3 separate regions of the Mus musculus genome follow, and regions 2 and 3 are each linked to region 1. A link is a contact called in public Hi-C and promoter capture Hi-C data. All regions are on one chromosome and are shown on one strand. The core of a region is the stretch at or near the end of the contact, and the rest is flanking DNA. Distances in the headings are between cores, read along the strand shown.

What was found. Promoter capture Hi-C pulls out the DNA fragments that hold promoters and counts their contacts. A called contact is a pair of places that touch in the nucleus more often than the background predicts.
Region 2: a Hi-C map of cortical neurons shows a contact between it and region 1, with 5 times the contacts expected there. The contact joins the enhancer-like site here to the promoter of 5031439G07Rik in region 1. A contact is called at or near these places in 2 of 484 Hi-C or Micro-C datasets (both in cortical neurons), 1 of 115 datasets of contacts at active chromatin or transcription factors (pancreatic cancer cells) and 1 of 9 other capture datasets (adipose tissue).
Region 3: a promoter capture Hi-C map of stem cell-derived epiblast-like cells shows a contact between it and region 1, with 2.5 times the contacts expected there. The contact joins the promoter of Wnt7b here to the promoter of 5031439G07Rik in region 1. A contact is called at or near these places in 5 of 39 promoter capture datasets (cranial neural crest, embryonic stem cells, frontonasal cranial neural crest and 2 more), 3 of 484 Hi-C or Micro-C datasets (the N1E-115 cell line, embryonic stem cells and palatal mesenchyme) and 4 of 115 datasets of contacts at active chromatin or transcription factors (embryonic forebrain, embryonic midbrain, forebrain and 1 more).

What each region holds. Positions count from the first base shown.
Region 1 is chr15:84,986,420-84,989,512 of GRCm38.p6, forward strand. 5031439G07Rik (RIKEN cDNA 5031439G07 gene) reads right to left here and starts at 1,552. Exons shown (of 10, transcript NM_001033273.3): 1 at 1,190-1,552. The coding sequence starts at 1,253. It overlaps Gm39558 (a long non-coding RNA gene), which reads left to right and starts at 1,616. Exons shown (of 4, transcript XR_875533.1): 1 at 1,616-1,713; 2 at 2,736-3,037.
Region 2 is chr15:85,677,552-85,680,644 of GRCm38.p6, forward strand. No RefSeq gene overlaps it. Among named protein-coding and RNA genes, the nearest start is that of Lncppara, 25 kb to the right of the region's middle. Within about 2 kb of position 1,595, at least 136 of the 459 cell types and tissues checked have an H3K27ac peak or open chromatin away from gene starts, as enhancers often do. A contact at or near this core is called in cortical neurons, where this site is marked.
Region 3 is chr15:85,580,317-85,583,409 of GRCm38.p6, forward strand. Wnt7b (wingless-type MMTV integration site family, member 7B) reads right to left here and starts at 1,505. Exons shown (of 4, transcript NM_009528.3): 1 at 1,064-1,505. The coding sequence starts at 1,134. AU022754 (expressed sequence AU022754) reads left to right here and starts at 826. Exons shown (of 5, transcript NR_040433.1): 1 at 826-1,101; 2 at 1,934-3,093.

The DNA of each region.
Region 1 (3,093 bases), core at 302-2,801:
AGTCCATTAATAAGGACACTCTAAATCAGCTACAAACCATTCTCTGGACACCTTTTTGGAGAAAAAAACCCACTAAAATCTGTGTCCTTATCTATACCCCCAGGTGGCTGTACCTGCCTGACAAGAGAACTTTGCTGAGGTGAGCTGGGCTAGACCCTGCTGCCTAAGAAGGCCAGGTGCTAAAAAAGTCTCCTTCAAAAAAAAAAAAAAAAAAAGAATTGAAATTCACTTCTGCTTTTCACAGAGCCTCCCGGGCGTGGCCTACCAAGGGACCCTGAGTTCCAGGTGTTACCCTCTCCCTCTGCTACTGTGGTCCTACCAGGGTACCAGGGTACACTTCCACTTTGGAGCACTGACAGGATCTAGAAGGCTGTTACTTCCCTCAAAGAGAACTCAAGCCCTGACAGGGAGGTGGGGGTGAGGGGACACAACATAGAATGAAGTCATTCCTTACATGAAGAAGGGAGGGGTCTTTTTTTTTTTTTTTAGAGAAAATGACAAGCCCAAGATTATAGGGGAGGGGGTTTCTGCCACATGGTTCTGGGCAAATGTATCAGTTATGCATTACCTCACATCCAAGACGACCCCACCCACACCTCCCAGGCCCTTTCAAACAATGAGACACCCCCACCCCACCCAGCAGCTGAATGACTCCTTAGACCAGAATCACACCCGGAGAGGCTGTAGCAAATCCCTGATTCCAGTGCTAAGTAGGTGGGTCAAGGGGCAGAGGCCCAACAGGTCCCTTGTAGAGCTAATGGACAAGAGGACCTTTAGGTGCAGAAAGACAAAGGCTACAGCAATCAAGAGCCGCGGTCTTCCATGTGGGCTGGGGAATGTGGTCAGGGCACACTGCCTTGAACTCTGAACTCAAGGGCCTCCCAAAATCTCACGCCCACACTCCCTGCAGCAGCAGTGGGGCCCCCAGATCTTCCAGGAGAAGGAAGAAGAGTTAAGGAACCACGAAGAGGAAGAAGGAGCTGGGACAGATATCCTGGCGGTCAGAGGAAGATAGGGACGCGGAGACACAAGGATCGGGGTTCTGTGGTACCAAAAAGACACTGAGACTTGGGGTCCCGAAAGACAGAGCCCAGGGCGGTGGGGATGCACGGAGGGCAAGGAGCACAGGGGGACTAGCGGAGGTGGACTCGCGCGGACACTCACGCGCGCGCCCGTCCCCGTCACTCACCCAGGCCGCAGACCTCACGGCGCAGGCTAAGGCGTCCGCGCTCCTCGGCTATGGCGCGCAGCATGTGCTGCAACGAGCGCTCCTCCGCTTCGCTGCTGTCCACGGACTCCCGGGAGGCGGCCGGCCCAGCCCGGAGCCCCGCGGGCGCGGACGCCGAGGCACAGGCCCTGCCCGGCGGCCGCGCGGAGGCCATGCCGGGCCCCGGCTCATCGCCCGCGCCGCGCCCGCGGGGGCCACCGACACGCCCCGCCGCCCGTGCCCCGCTGCCGCCCGCCGCGAGCACCAGTGAAGCCACAATCCGCTTTTGTGTGCGTCGCCGCCGCCGCCGTCGCCACCGCCGACCTCGGAGCACAGCGGAGCACTGCGATCCTCAGCTCCGCCACCGCCCGCCCGCGCGCGCTCGACACCGCCCAGGCCCCACCCCCGACGCGGGCCCGCCCCCAAACCCGCCCTTTCCCCGCCCCCGACACGCAAAGGCCCTGCCTCATACTCCTAAAACTCCGCCCAGATCTCTGGGCAAGGCGGTGAGTCGTCCCTGGTCCTGGCCCCGCCTACTTCCTTGCGACCAGCTGCTGCCAACTTCAAAAGCCCATCGCGTCCTCGCTCCAACCTGTCGCGTGACGTTCTCGTCATCTCATTCCCACACCTTCCTTGGCCTGCTGACCTTCCCTGCTGCCCGTGTTCCCCAACCCTGAGTCCACTTTCTCCCGCCCCCCGCCCCCCCTCCAGTAGAGTCACGCCTCTGAGCCGCCCCCTCTGCGCCTCACTGATTTTGCGCTTTGTCACCGCCCTGTGCATTCCCTGAAGCCTCCAGCACACCAGCTCTGCTTATTTCTGTCTGAACCTTCCAAGTAGGTTCTGCTAAAAACTTGCTTCACAAAACTCAACAAGAAGTTACCACCTCCTTTCGGAGGTCTCCTGGGACGCCTCAGTTTCCTCTGCTGAACACTTAGGAAAAGGGGTCAGAGAGTTGCTTCCTGTCTTAGCTCCTGTGCTGACTAGAGGCCAGAGGTGGATCAGATCAGCTTGCATGTGATCCTAATTAAAGGCCAAGGTCCAGCTGGGCATCCATCCCTGTGCTAAAAGAGGAAGATGCAGGGAGCAGCCGCCAGAAGCCACGTTCTGAACTCACTCGGTGGTCCTTTCCCAGGACCAGGGTAGGTGACCATGCACTGCTGGTCTCAGCCAGTTACATTTCCAGTGTCAAATTCTCACAATCATGCTAAGCATAAAGTTCTGTCTGCCCCGACTCTTCTTCACCCTGTCTGGGATACCCTTCTCCTAGTCTCCTGTCTCCTTTGGATCCCAGTGTCCTCCAATACATTTCCTCAAAAACAAACAAACTATATCTTGCCTGCCTCCTGTTCTATTATTCCTAGGCACAGCATCCTTACCACTCCCCTGACATCACACTGCATAGCTGTAGGAGGCGTCTCAGAAAACCAGCCCCTTTCCCTTGGGCTTCCCAGTCCTCAGAATGGTTTAAGCCTCCCGTCTGTGACATTGCACCATGGCAGCTCTAACTAAGACACTGTGTATTCCTCAGGCCTGGCTTCTGACAACTGTATTCCCAGCGCCCAATAAATGCAGGCTGTGTGATGGAGACTGGAGAGAGGCCTGCTGAGGAAGATTGTCTCTAAGGAAGGTGGGGTGGGACCACAAGGTGTGGAAACCACTCCAGAGCAGGAAATTGGCAGCTTTGGCATACTGTTCAAGCCTTACCTGGGATTTGTACCGCTCCCCTGAGATGCTCAGGGTAGGGCTTGAGTGACTAATTCCATGGTCCCAGAGCAGTGGTTCTCAACCTTCCTGATGCTGGGACCCTTCAATACATTTCCTTGTTTTATGGTGAGCCCCAACCATAACTTACTTTTGTAGCCACTTCATATCTAATTTTACTAGTT
Region 2 (3,093 bases), core at 345-2,844, 690 kb after region 1:
GCCCACTTAGAGAAAAGCCTGTTGGTGGGGATTCTAGTCAGGCTATGGCATGCTGCTGCATCCGATGAGGACCCACTACCCTCTGTGGTACTTCAAGTGTCCCAAAACTTCGGTGGCCTGTCGTAGCTGTAGCGAGGCTGTGGTCTCCTGGATGGTGAGCTGAGCATAGCAGTAGTCACTTCTGACTGTGGTAACACTGTGTGTGTGTGTGTGTGTGTGTGTGTGTGTGTGTGTGTGTGTGTGTGTGTGTGTGTGATGTCTTCTCTTATGGCCCTGTGATAATCCAGGTTCTGCCTCTTCTTCCTTGTCTCAGTAGGACCCCCAACTAACCACTGGTAGGTTTTCAGTAGCTTCTCTGTATTGTAGACTAGCAGAACAGGTCCCATTTCACAAAGCATAGGGACCCTTCTCCTCCCAGGGCCAGGCTCTTGGCAGCCATGCCAAGCCATTGCTGGCATGGATTCCCAGCGTTCTTGGTCGAGCGCATGGCATCGGAATGCTACCTGCTTTGTCTCTGGTGTCAGCTGGCAAGCAGTCACGTGGCCGTATACGTGAGGCCAGAGCTAGAGACCAGAGACTCCTCCCGGCTGTCCCCCCCACCCCCTGCTCACTCTACCCACCCTCTTCTCGGCCTTCAGTGTGACTGTCTGAGCAGGCAGAAAGCAGTATGAAACAAGCAGGCTACCCAGGGCAGATCGTGGTTTGCCTGCCCATCCTTTACCGGAATCGTTACATACAGAGAGGCCCTTAGTGTGCCCCACATGATGATGAGGAGTTAGACTCTTGCATAGTGGTCCCTCCACACCATCCTCTGTGGCAGAGCTGGACCGGTGGTGCCCAGGTATCTGAGGAGAGATGGCACATCCCACTCATGAGCTGTTTCCCATACTCCAGACTCACAGAGTGCTCTCTGATATCACATAAAGGGCACAGAGTGACACGAAGCCGAGCGGCCAGCCAAGCCAACGCAGCACAGGCGGGCAACCCGTAGGAGATAAGTTTCAGCAAAATCGCCCAATCGGGTCCTTCGCTCCTCTGGCTGTTTCAGAGGGCTGGAACGTAGGAATGTGTCCCCAAGGCAGTGACAAGGAATGGCTTTGGTAACATGGAAGGATCTGGGAGGACAGAGGTGATGTAGCTCAGTTCTACCTTGGCACCCATTCTCCGTGTTCTTGGCTGCTCACTCACCCTGAGATGCTCTTGGCTCTCCCAGGCATTGGTACGGAGTACAGTGCTCAGCACCAGGCAGATTGCTTTCTGCATCCCAGTCAGCTACGACAAGTAGGAGATGTATCCCTTTTCGTTACATAGACAAGAGAACAGAGGCTGTGAGCAGTCTTGTGAACACTAGCTAAAGTCAAACCCATAACCGAGACTCCTGGCTGAGACGGATCGGGATGGGTCACCCTGAGCTGGTGGAGTGGGAGCTGCTCTGGTTCTCCCACAGGAGAACAGTGGAGGGCCGGCTACCTCCTGCTACTCTGTAGAACCCAGCTTAGGAACAATGCGGCCTCTATCTGGAGCAGTTTAGGCTGCCCGGACTCCAGGCCCCTCAGAAGGGCTTGGCTAGCCAGGCAGTCGCAACATGGCGCCAGGGCCACCCTGCCCTTCTACAGAGCTGGCTGTTACCCGGGCTGAGGCTGGGCTGGTGCTCCAGGCATCCTCAGGCTAGCTGCTGAGTGGTCAGGCACGGTGGCATCCTCCCTCCCCTCCCCGCCGTCCAGCCCCCACCTTTTTTTTTTTGGTGGTGGGTTTGGGGGCCCGGCCCACCCGCCTCTGCCACGTCTGCCATCCTCCAGGCACCCACGAGCATCTTTCGAAAATTCCCGGTGGGCGGGGCAGAGCTGTAGCGGCCGCCTCTGCCCCCCCCCCTTCCCTGGGAGCCAGTGCCAGATTGAGAGAGAGCAGGAGACAAAAGTAGTATTTTCTTCGTCCTCCTGGGCTGGCAGCAGGGTTTTCCCCCAGCGCCACTTACTCCTGGCAGCCCTAACCCTGGGTGCCAGAGCGGCCAAGGCCCAGGCCAGGACCTACGGACTGATGGACGCCAGAACCCAGGAGGTCCATGGGCCTGTCCGACAGAGGCTGGCACCTGGGCATGGCCTGCTGGCTGGCAGGAGCCCCCTTACCTAGCCTGGGCAAGGGAGACATCATTTTCACTTGCTGGCTTTTGAGAAAGTGACCCTGTCCTCCTGTTCCTGGTAAGTGACCTTCTTGCCTTCTCCTGCTTGGGGATGAGCTGAGGGCCCTGCCATCTTGTGCTCCTCCGTGTGCCTGCTATGTCTCCTTCCCTCTAAGTGGCTTAACCCAAACCCCAAATTCTATTTCAGAGACACCCCCACCCCACCCCCACCCCCAATCCTGACTGAAGCAGGCACTGCCAAAAAAACTGCAGGAAAGGAGCAGAAGCCAAGCCATTTATTTTTAAGATCCAAAGCTAGGGCTTTCGAAATGATAATGAAAACACACGGTTCGGTATTCACCATGGCTGCGTGTTCTGTTAGGAGCTGAATGAGGGCTGGAGCAGGCATCCGTCGGCAAACCACCCTTCCATGCCTTGTGTTGTTTTTTGTTGTTGAAGGGGGTCTTGTTATTACACTGCTTTTTTTTTTTTTAATTTTTTGGCAGTACTGGGAGTAGCAGAGAGGGAAACCCCAGAACCATCATAGGGTCCTCCAGCAAAGGACGCAGGCAGGGCCAGCCACACACAGGAGGGAGGACCTTCATGTTCAGAAACAGAGGCTCTTTTATTCTGTCCCGAATCCCTAATGCCACCGTTCCCACAGTTTAGGGATTTGGTTCTTTCTGCCTTTCGTTTCATTTCATTTTAATTTTAATTTTTAAATTAATTTTTAAATTTTATTTTAAAAAGAAGAAAGCTTTTTCTTGGCTTAACAGTGCAGTGTGGGTAATATCTGGGGTTATTTTACACTCTGCTTTTAAAGCACTTGTTTTTAAGGTTTTTCTTCTTATCATTTATTTATTTTGAGGAGAGGGTCTACTTCACAGTAATGTGCCCAGCCAGTAACTACCTGGCCAGGATGGGCAAGAGGTGCCTGTGGACACCAGCCACCAGGCATACCTTTGGAGAGCACC
Region 3 (3,093 bases), core at 255-2,754, 590 kb after region 1:
CGCCTGGAAAGTCGGTCTCCCAGGTACCGGAACCCGCCCCTCCTACAGGTCTGGTCACTGGCCTTCCTAGGGCCAAGATGAGGCTGGCCTCAGAGCGCCGGGCGACACATAGTAGGATCGCCGGGCAAGGCGGGCACAGATGTCCGCAGGTGCTCCGAGTGGGGGTGGGGGTCTGGTCCCGGCCGGCCCGCCAAGAGTGACTAACGCCCGCGAGGTGCGGTGCGCTCCGTTCGGTCACACTGCCCCTCCACCCCCAATCCGGGGAGGCCGAGACAGATTCCGTCTAAAGGAGATCGCGGCTCAACAGGTAAGGACTCGGCTGGGTTCAGGAATGTGGAAATACGACTCGGAGCAGCTACGGCGGCGAGCAGCGAGCGCGGCCCGCCTGGAGCCCGCCCGGCCGGCCGCGCCAGGGGGAGCTCGGTGAGAGGGGGCCGGGCGCAAGGCCCCGGGCGGGCGGGGGCGCGGGCCCGGGACGGAGCCCGAGGCTGCTGCGCCAGCCCCACGGCCCATCCCGAGCCAGCCGGACGAGTTGTCAAGGTAATTTCAACATGTCCGGGTGATGGATAGAGACGAAGGGCCGCGGCGGGTGCAAGGCCTGCGCGCTCGCGGCGAGTGCGCGCCCCGATCTCCCCCGCCGGGGATGCCCCACGCACCCCCCCCCCGGCCCGGCGCGCCCTCCCGGCGGCTAGCGCTCGGCCCGGGCTCGGCGCCCAGCGCAGCCCGGGGGAGGGAAGGCGCGTCCCACCCCCGGGGCCTGGAGCCCAAACAGGTGAAAGTACGCGCCCGGCACGCTCGCCGCTACCCGCGAGCCCCGCTGCGGCCGTCCGCGGACCGCGCTGTCCCTGCTGCGTATTGGCTCCGCGCCCCTCCGGAGGATCTCTGGCTCCGGGGGGGCTCGGTTGAGTCTCAACGAGGCTGGGTTGAGGGCCGGAGATACCAGCCAGCCTGGCCACTTCAAGAAACGCCCTCCCCCACCAACTCCTATCCCCAGGTCCGCTGGAGGAGGCTCTGGTGGCTGCCGGCTCCCCGTCTGCAGCCCCCCGCCCAGAGAAATACTCACCCGAGCTTCACGTAGAGGACGCCAAAGCAGAGAAACACGTAAAAGATCCACTTTCGAAAGTTTCTGTGCATGATCCAGGGAGGGGGGCTGCGCCATAGACAGCTGCGGCCGGAGGGGACGCGCGGGTGGGCAGGGGCCGGGCAGGAGCCAGGGAGCTGCGGTAGGACCACGCTCAGCCGGCGCTTCGGCTCGGGAGGCGGGCGACGCGTGGGCACCCGGCACGCGTTGCCACCATGGTGAGCCCAGGGCGCCGCAGCCGCCGCGTGCGCCCGGGGGAGTGACCCGGGCGGGGAACCGCGACCTCGGAGCCCAGCGGAGTGACCGTGGGACTCTGCGAGCGCAGGCCGGGGCCAGGAGCAGCGGGCGGGCGCTGCCTCCACTGGGCTTAGCCGCCTGGGGCCGTGCGCGCCTCGCGGTGCGCCGGGGCGGCCAATGTGTCCGCACTTGTCCGCCTCCCCAGGTGACTCGCGGCCCCGGCAAGCGAGCCGCGAGCAGGCGAGCGCGCCCCAGGTAGGAGGATCCGCCTCCCGCCCGCCCTCCTCGCTCGCAGCGCGCTCTCTCGCGCGCGCTCCCTGGCTCTCCCCTCCCTTTTCTCCTCCCTCCCCCGTGACACACGAACGCATCTAACCCCTCGCCCCCCCTCCCCAGGCCAGCTCCCTTCCGATCGCCCTCCCAGGACTGCGTGGGAAGAGGGGAGGGAGGGGAGAGGGTGCGGCTCCAAAGAGACACCTGCGCTCCTCAGAGACAGTGAAGGTGGGGGTAGGGGCGGGGGCTAAGAAACTACCCGCTCAGGGCTTGGTGGTCACTTGGTTTCCAGTTTCTAGTTAAAGAGAGAGAGACCACCCACCACCATCTCCTTTCTATGTGCAGACATCTTTCCCCTAGACGTTACCTACGTGGGTGCTTCCAGGGCCACAACTCCGGATCAGGCATTGTTACCTGCCCAACAAACTCGGGGAAAACTCGTTCCAGTGCCCGGCACTGCAGAGCGCAAGCAGAGCGTGGGACTTGAGACTGGTAGACACACCAGCCTGCCCAGCATTAAAAGTGGCACCATGACAGAGAGACTCAGAAAGGCATCCTTGGAGAGTCCCAGTCTGAGGATTCTGTCTCACTCTGCAGGCCTGTCCGATGCGGGCGGGTGTCAGATCTGATTCTTGTTGAACCGCTAAAGTGGGAAGTCAGACTGGCCTAGGTGCCTGGCACATCCTGTGGTGTGTCTCGCTTGATCCTATCCTGGATAAATGGGTGACAGGGACACTGCCTGTCACAGCTAGGTCTGTCTTAGCACAGCGGACCAGCTAGTAACCAGACACATGGTGGGTGGGTGGGGGGTGTGTGCCAGGTTTTCAAGCGTCTACAGCCCCGGACAGCAGCATCAAATGGCGCCCTTATGACAAGGGGATGAACTCGGAGGGCGCTCGTCTTTAAACTGGCCAACACCCAATTGCCTGGTGTGGAAATGAGGAGGGGTATGAGGGGGCGCTGTCCTCAGCCCGGAACCTCGAGCTCAAAAGCTACCGTCCCTGCCCCTAATCCCCTCTTAATCTCTCCAAATCCTCTGAACTTTTGCCACGACCCGACCCGGGAGAGAGAGAGTCGCTCCTGAACCCCAGGTCCAGAAGCCGGCAGGTGCAGCTGTGCAGATCGTTTTGAGTTGGAGGACTCTTTAGAAAGGAGAATTTGGACATCACAAGCAGGGAAACTAAGGCACAGATGTCAAACGGTAGTTGCAGTCCCACACCACTGTCCCCTGAAACCAAGAACTCTGGATGTCGCACAACTTGGTAGGCAGGGAGCTGAGCTGGGCCAGGTGGCTGGGAGCAAGCAGAACAGCCTGGTAGCTTGGCAGGTGGATGCTGCCATCCCGTGGCGACAGGGAGCAACGCTTGCCACAAGAGCTGGACTTGAAATGGTTAGGGATTCCTCACTTTGCCTTGGAGTCTGGGGGCTATTCCACCGTCCCCACCAACAACCCCTGTCTTGGGGTCTGTTAGTGAGACAAAATATTTATGTGGCTGCATCGGGGC